2 separate regions of the Ovis aries genome follow, and region 2 is linked to region 1. A link is a contact called in public Hi-C data. All regions are on one chromosome and are shown on one strand. The core of a region is the stretch at or near the end of the contact, and the rest is flanking DNA. Distances in the headings are between cores, read along the strand shown. Region 1 has its middle 380 kb from the start of RNF144A. Region 2 overlaps ID2 (inhibitor of DNA binding 2).

Evidence for each region. Hi-C and Micro-C count contacts between places; a contact is called where the count stands out from the background.
Region 2: a Hi-C map of liver shows a contact between it and region 1, with 10 times the contacts expected there. The contact joins two enhancer-like sites. A contact is called at or near these places in 9 of 16 Hi-C or Micro-C datasets (blood, hypothalamus, liver and 4 more).

What each region holds. Positions count from the first base shown.
Region 1 is chr3:17,147,471-17,151,099 of ARS-UI_Ramb_v3.0, forward strand. No RefSeq gene overlaps it. Among named protein-coding and RNA genes, the nearest start is that of RNF144A, 380 kb to the left of the region's middle. Within about 2 kb of position 2,026, at least 5 of the 54 cell types and tissues checked have an H3K27ac peak or open chromatin away from gene starts, as enhancers often do. A contact at or near this core is called in liver, where this site is marked.
Region 2 is chr3:18,203,355-18,207,148 of ARS-UI_Ramb_v3.0, forward strand. It overlaps ID2 (inhibitor of DNA binding 2), which reads left to right. Exons shown (of 3, transcript XM_004005671.4): 3 at 634-1,398. Among named protein-coding and RNA genes, the nearest start is that of ID2, 2.9 kb to the left of the region's middle. Within about 2 kb of position 2,512, at least 14 of the 54 cell types and tissues checked have an H3K27ac peak or open chromatin away from gene starts, as enhancers often do. A contact at or near this core is called in liver, where this site is marked.

The sequences.
Region 1 (3,629 bases), core at 776-3,275:
AGGTGGGAGGAAGGAGGGGGTGCCAACTTTCTCTTTGCACCGTTCACGTCAGGAGCTTGTAAGCAATGCTGCTTCTTCCCTGTAGCACCTGTTGAACAGCTCTTGATTTCAGTTTCTGGCTTCATCTACCTTTCTAGAACCACGTTTCTATTCCCTCTCCCCTAAGCAGCACTCCCTCCTCCAAGGTCTGAGTCCCAACTCCTGGGATGTTCTTCTAGCTCTTGAACCATGAACACCAGTGAGTAACACCTCATTGCAGGGCCGGGCTCCAGCTCTGCAAGTGTCCTCCCCCAAGCTTCCATGTTCTCAGGGTCCCAACCTTCATTCCCAGAAGGGATTTCTAATCCATCTCCTAGGTTAAATTTTATCTGTTAAAATAGCTACTGTATTTTATGCTTTCCTGTCTGAATTTTGATTGATAAAAATAGGGCTACATTTCCCACATCAAGAGAACTGGGGGTGTGAGTCCTCCGAAGTAGGGAGAGACTGTGAAGAGCCCACAAAAGCACCTGGTGAGAACGGGTCAGCCTCAAACACCTGCTGGGCCACAGCCTGCGGGTGCTGGCTTCTGGGTGAATTCAAGTAAGGCCTCTTATCACCTCTCCTCTCCCTTTCCAAACTCCCCATCCTTGAAGGAGCCAGGAATTGGAGCTAGTGACAAGAGAGAGAACAGGAGGCAGCCTGCAGGTCTAGTTGGGGGTGACACCTCAAGTTCACTCATTTCTAGGTTTGTTACTACATGGGAATGGACCCAGCCATGATTTAACTACTATATGGTTTTGTGACATCAAGGAGCAGAATTTTTTCCACTTAAAAGTGATCCCCCAAATATCATGAAACCTGCCTTAAATTAATACCAGGAACAAAGAGTTGAACTAGTCCACTGAGCAGGGGTAAGGGCAGAGGGGACCCAAGGACGGCACACTCAATTATTATGGTGGGGACATGAAGCATGCATGCGTGCTAAGTCACTCTAGTCATGTTTGACTGTGATTCTATAGACCATCACCTGCTAGGCTCCTCTGTCCATGCGATTTTCCAGAGAAGAATACTGGAGTGGATTGCCATGCCCTCTTCCAGGGGATCTTCCCGACCTGGGGACTGAACCCGTGTCTCTTACATCTCCTGCATTGGCAGGCAGGTTCTTTACCATGAGCGCCACTGGGACACATAGAGAGATGGGTAAATGAGGAATGCAACTGGACAGGAAGTCCCTCAGGGGACTGAGGCCAGCCTGCGGTTTTATAGGAGCATTGAACGGCTCAGGGCACTGAGGTGGACAGGAAAGCCACTGCATTTCTGTTTTCTCCACTGGCCCAGAGGTGCCATCCTGCTTGGCCACAAGGTTCTGGGTCATGTGCTCTTAGGGCTCAGAGGACCTGGACTGGAGAATGCCCAATACGATTGCATTTATCGGTCACCTGCCTGTCTACATGTCTGGCCTGGAAACTCCCTAGGACAAAGTGGTGTACGGTCACCAAGTCCTCCTAGCAGAGGTCACCGGGTCTGAAAATGCCCAGTAGTGAGTATTTAGCTATTAAGTGACAAGAGCTGGAGCAGAGGTTTGTGGGGAGATAGAAGAATGACCTAATTCTATGTGAGGCACCTGGGGTGGGGATCAGAAATTCAGACCGAGAGAGGACACTGAACTTGCTTGCAGGATGCCCAGAGATCAAGGGGATGAGAGGGAAGGTGCACTGGCAAAAACACGGAGGGGTGGAGAGGCTGGGCCCAGGGTGGGTGCCCCTAGGGGCTCTGGGCAGGCAGGTGTTGAGGGTTCTCCTGATGTCTGGGACTTCATCTTTCTGCAGGAGGTGGGCAGAAAGGAGTAAGACACCCAGGCACCACGTTTCCACTGCGGTCAGCTCAGTCTGGCCTCCTGGCGCCAGGGATCCCGAAGGCTGCAGACCCCCAGCAGGAGGGATAGAAGCAGTTCCTGGCCCAGAGCTCGCTGCCCTCTCTCCGGAACTGTTTTTTCTCCGCCGCTCTCTGAAAGCCTTATTGATTGCTCAAAGTGAACTGCCTCAGCCCACGGTTTCCTCAACCCCCAGAGCAGCTTGCATTTCCTCTGACGTGGCCTCTGTCCTCTCCCCTCCCCCAGGAGGCCTGGGGTTTTTACATTTCAAATCCTTGACAGCTGGGTGAACTTCTGCTTCCGCCAGAAGAAGGACCCTTTGCTGTTCACAATGGCCGGCCAGTGGCACCGGGGCTATTTTATCTCCAGCTGTGAGAGAGGCTTTTTCAAACGGCCGGGAGAAGCTGCTGTCCAGCTGCGGCACCTCGCCCTCTCGCGGGGCTCTGCATGTTAATCAGCGGCCTCTCACTGCAGCGTTTGTGGGGCGGCGGCAGGTGCGCGCCTTCCCCCAGCCGCCCGAGCATCCCCGGAGGCCTTCCGCTCAGGCAGGTGAGCCCAGGCGTGACGTCATCGCAGGTGTGCGCTCCACGCGCCTGAGCGCGGCCAGGTCCATCTTGGTGCCCTCAGGTGTCCCAACCCACGTCTCTGCTCTGAGTCAGCTCTAAGGTATATAGGGCTTCTCACATGGTGCATAAAGCCAGAATCCTGGACACACTGGAGAAATACACACGGGACACTCGGAAGGTGACAAACGAACCTGGACAATCCCGAGTGCACGCCCTGATTCTGTCCACTGGCTGGATAACTTCCGGGAGCACCCAGCTTCTCCCCACTTCTCCCCACCCAGCTTCACACCCACTATGCATTCCCTGCCCAGCGCCTTTGCTCAGCCCAGTCCCTGGTTTGGAAAACTTTCTGCATCCATACAACTGTCCCTGTCTGTTGAATCTCATTCATCTTTAGAATCCTGGCTTAACTGACTGTGCTTTCCAAACTTTTCCCAAACTTTCTGGGTAGCCATGGTGCTTCTCCAGGGTATTTTGCTTCTCTTTAATATGAATAGCAAGGATTCATAATCAATGAGTTTTTACTAAGTATCAAGTGCCAATGTCTTTCAGGTCCATCCATCTCCTAGTCCTCTCAACATGGGGCTTGGTTTGAATCATTATTTTACACACAGAACCAAGGCCCAGAGACCCGCCTATGTTGGCTGGGCACTGGCAAGGCCTCCGTAGGTATGGGGCGGCGGCAGGTGCACGCCTTCCCCCAGCCGCCCGAGCTTCCCTGGAGGCCTGCCGCTCAGGCAGGTGAGCCCAGGCGTGACGTCATCGCAGGTGTGCGCTCCACGCGCCTGAGCGCGGCCAGGTCCATCTTGGTGCCCTCAGGTGTCCCAACCCACGACTCTGCTCTGAGTCAGCTCTAAGGTATAGGGACGACCCCACGGCATTGTCGAGTGCAACTGTCCTTCATGCGGCTGAAGATACCTCCCTCCTAGTCCTGGATCTCCCTGAGGACTGGGTCCTGGTGACATTCATCTTTGTGTGCTCTGCAGTGCCTACCCTTATAGACGTGGAAGAATACATGGGCCCGAGAGAGAGTGGCACCCACACCACACCCGGAACTATAGTCCAAGCTTCTGTGTCAAGTATCTGAGGATGCCACCCAACCATCCAGCAAGAAGCGTTTTGGCATCTCCACCCTGAATATTCATTAAAAGGAGTGATGCTGAAGCTGAAGCTCCAATACTTTGGCCACATGATGTGAAAGGCCAACT
Region 2 (3,794 bases), core at 1,262-3,761, 1.1 Mb after region 1:
AGAGCCATCTAGCTCCTGTTACTCAAAATCCCAGAACGTTTTCTTAAAAAAAAAAAAGAAAAGAAAAAATCAATGCCTGTAACTTACTCCCAAGGTGGTGAAGGAGAATACGTACTGGCTTCTTGTGCGCCTGTAACATGCCCCGGCTGTTTTCTGCTATTGCTCTGGTACTATGAGGTACTAACCTCCATATAATTAATCTTATCACCGCAAATTCCATAGGGATCCTCCTTCCCCAAAACTCCAGCCCCCTGGGATCGGCTAGTTGAGCATTGCTACCCTGTGTCTCAGACCCTGTGATGTGGGATTCCGACTTCCCTATCTGTTAACTAAAGGGCTGTTTTCAATCAAATAATTGTTACAAGAAGCAGACTGGCGCCTGTGAGGACTGCCGTTGGAGATCCAAATAGGAGATTGCGTTGGGAAGTTTTCCCCTGAGTCTCTGCTATTTTAATGTTTAATTTGCGCTGTCCAGGCCGAGTGTGTGCGCTGCATCTGGACGCCAGGGTTTGCCCAATGTTTGAGTGTTTGGTTAAATGTTCAAACTGCGGCTTCTTCCTGGCGCCAGTCTGCCTGTCTCTGCCCTTAGGTTAAAACCTCCTAAACAGTCCTTTCTCTCCCGATCTCTTGCAGGTGTTCATGATTTTTTTTTCCCTTTGCACAACAACAACAACAAATCCACAGGCTCTTTTAAGGCGCTGAACTTATTTTTCAACCATTTCACAAGGAGGACAACAAGTCGAATGGACCTTTAAAAAAAAAATGGAAGGAAAACTTAAGAATGATCAACTTCCCCAGGGTGTTTTCTGACCTGGACTGTGATATTAGTTATTTATGAAAAAGACTTTTAAATGCCCTTTCTGCAGTTGGAAGGTTTTCTTTATATACTATTCCCACCATGGGGAGCGAAAACGTTAAAATCACAAGGAATTGCCCAATTTAAGCAGACTTTGCCTTTTTTCAAAGGTGGAGCGTGAATACCAGAAGGATCAGTATTCAGTTACTTAAATGAAGTCTTTTGGTCAGAAATTACCTTTTTGACACAAGCCTACTGAATGCTGTGTATATATTTATATATAAATATATATATATATTGAGTGAAACCTTGTGAACTCTTTAATTAGAGTTTTCTTGTATAGTGGCAGAAATGTACATTTCTGCATACAAAGTGTAATGATGTACTTATTCATGCTAAACTTTTTATAAAAGTTTAGTTGTAAACTTAACCCTTTTATACAAAATAAATCAAGTGTGTTTATTGAATGGTGATTGCCTGCTTTATTTCAGAGGACCAGTGCTTTGATTTTTATTATGCTATGTTATAACTGAACCCAAATAAATACAAGTTCAAATTTATGTAGACTGTATAAGATTATAATAAAACATGTCTGAAGTCAATGCCTGAATTCTGAATGATTTTTAAGATTCTGTCTCTATCTCGCCATTTTATTTAATCCCTCCTCCTTCATCGCTTCTACCACCCCTAAGGCTTGGAATCTGCAGTGCAGAGAAGGCCCTTATCAGACAGATGTGTGGTCAGGGCTAGCACTCTGGGGTAAAGGGCTGTTGCTGCTTTTTAGGGAAGCTGACTGTCCTGGGGAGTCTGTAAACCCAGAAGTTTCTTTTAGTCTGTCAAGGAAAAAGTAGCTCTGTGCCTTGGGGTGGGGTTTCCAACCCAAGAGTTACTGTGGTGGGGCCTCCTAGCACTTTAGATGTGGAATCTGGAGGACGACCTGTCTGAGTGGATAAGACACTTCTGCAGCAAATGAAACTGCTGTTAATCAGGAAAGAAAAGAATCCACAGAATTTCTGAACCTGATTTTAAGATTTAGAGGTGGGGCAAAAAGAAAAAAAATAACCCTCCATGCTACTCGTTGCTCCTAAGGCCCCTTTGCCCTGGGGGTGAAGCTGTAATATGGCCGCGAGCTCCCTCCTGCACCTGTAGCTCACCCAGCCTGGGGCGGAGGCTTGGGCCCTGCCCGGGGCTCCGAGACAGATTTCTGTTTAAATCTTTAAATCGCCCTTCACCCTTGGCTGCGCCTGGACTGCGCAGGGAAGGATCCGATTGCTGTGTCCACCGCATCCCTCACGTGGCAACTCTGGGACTGGTGTAGGTACGTGTTTACAGTTCATCTGTATCCCCGTATATTGATACTACCTTCTCACGTTGGAAGACACTTTATCGCTGGGTCGTGTGGCTTGAGGGTGGGGGTAGGATGCTAGGAAGGCCGGTCCGGGGTGGACGGGACCTGGAGAAGGAGCGGGGAGGACGGGCCGGTGAGGATGGGGCGTGGGGTGGAGGGGGTCTCACCTGGGGCCACCTTCTCAGGCCTAGCCGAGCAGGTGTAAGGGTGGCGCCGGCGAGTCCGCCCCGGGCGGCTGCGGCGTTTCCGGACCAGACGCTGAATCCTTCGCGGCCCAAGCGCGGGGCGGGGGCGGGGGCACCGGCGGTCCCAGCATCGCCGGGCTCCTGCACCCTTCCAGGGCGGGGGTGGGGCCCGTGCAGCCGGCCGGGCCAGCTCTGCGCATCACCCGCGCGCTGCGCATCGTCCCCGCCCCCGGACCGCATCTTCGCCCGCAGGTGGGCCGGTCCTTGGATCCAGGGGCCGTCGCTGTTGTCGTGGGTCATCATACCCCCGGGGAGGCAGGCTCCGGCGGCGGCCCCCGTCCGGAACCGGTTATTCCGACCGTGGCCGCCCTTCAGGACTGGCCCCGGCCGTCGGTCCACCCGTCCTCCGCCCTTCCAGCGCCCGGCACGATCGGCCACTCCGCGTGGGGCTGCACCCGGGAGCGGCGAGGGCGGGAAGCGCCAGGCCAGGTCGCTGGCCACCAGCGTCCTTTCCCTCCGGGTGGCGGGGGGCGCAGACCCCAGGCTCGGTGCCCCGCCCGCAGTCGGCTCGGACCGAGACGGTGTCTGACCTGGACGGAGGGGACCTCCCGCGAGGGCTCCCTGGCCTTGCGAGGGAAGCGTGGGGCGAGCCGGGCCCGCACGGTCGCTGGGAGCCGCGGGCAGTTCGCGCCTTTCGATCGACGACCTAAGGGAGCAGCCGCGTCCGGGAAACGGGAGCCCTTCCGAGGGGACTTGGGGCGTCGGAGCCCAGTGGTTCTTTCCGGGTCCGGCCGGTGGAGGCCGGGCGCCACCTGGTGGCCGCCTCGAGGAGGGCCGTTCGCGGGCGGGGGGCTTTGAGGCTTAGAAGCGAAATTGGCATCAGGGAGATGCAGCCTTTTGAAAATGAAGGATGGTGTCCTGCAAGCTTACTTCTCTAGCACATGTACAGTGGTTTCCACATGCGACTCATTTCATCTTTACTACTTCATAACTTGGATAAGATCCCTTTTGCAAACTAGTATCTACCACCAACTTGACACCAGGTGGGGTCCTGGATTTTTTAAAAAAGTATCAGATGTGATCCTTGGCCTCAAATAGATGATAAGGGGATTGTGGAGAAAAATGAATTGTGAAGTCCAAAGAAAGCCTGAACGTTCTCCCTTCTCTTACCTTAAGCTTCTGTTTAACTGAATGTTATTTATTTATTTTTCTGAATTATTTAAGCACTTTAGCCAGAATCTTCAATGCTGTGTTAAAGGAATAGGGGTGAGTGAGAGTGGGTATTCTTATCCTATCCTGGCCCTTGGAGCACAGGTCACCCTCCATCCCTTATGGATGACCTGACTCTAGGATTTTGTTGTAATATATAGTCTTTATCATTCTAGGAAGAACCCTTCCATTGTTAGGGATTTCTTGAGAATTTTAAATCATAATTTGGGGGGTGAATTTGGTAAGATAGTTTTAC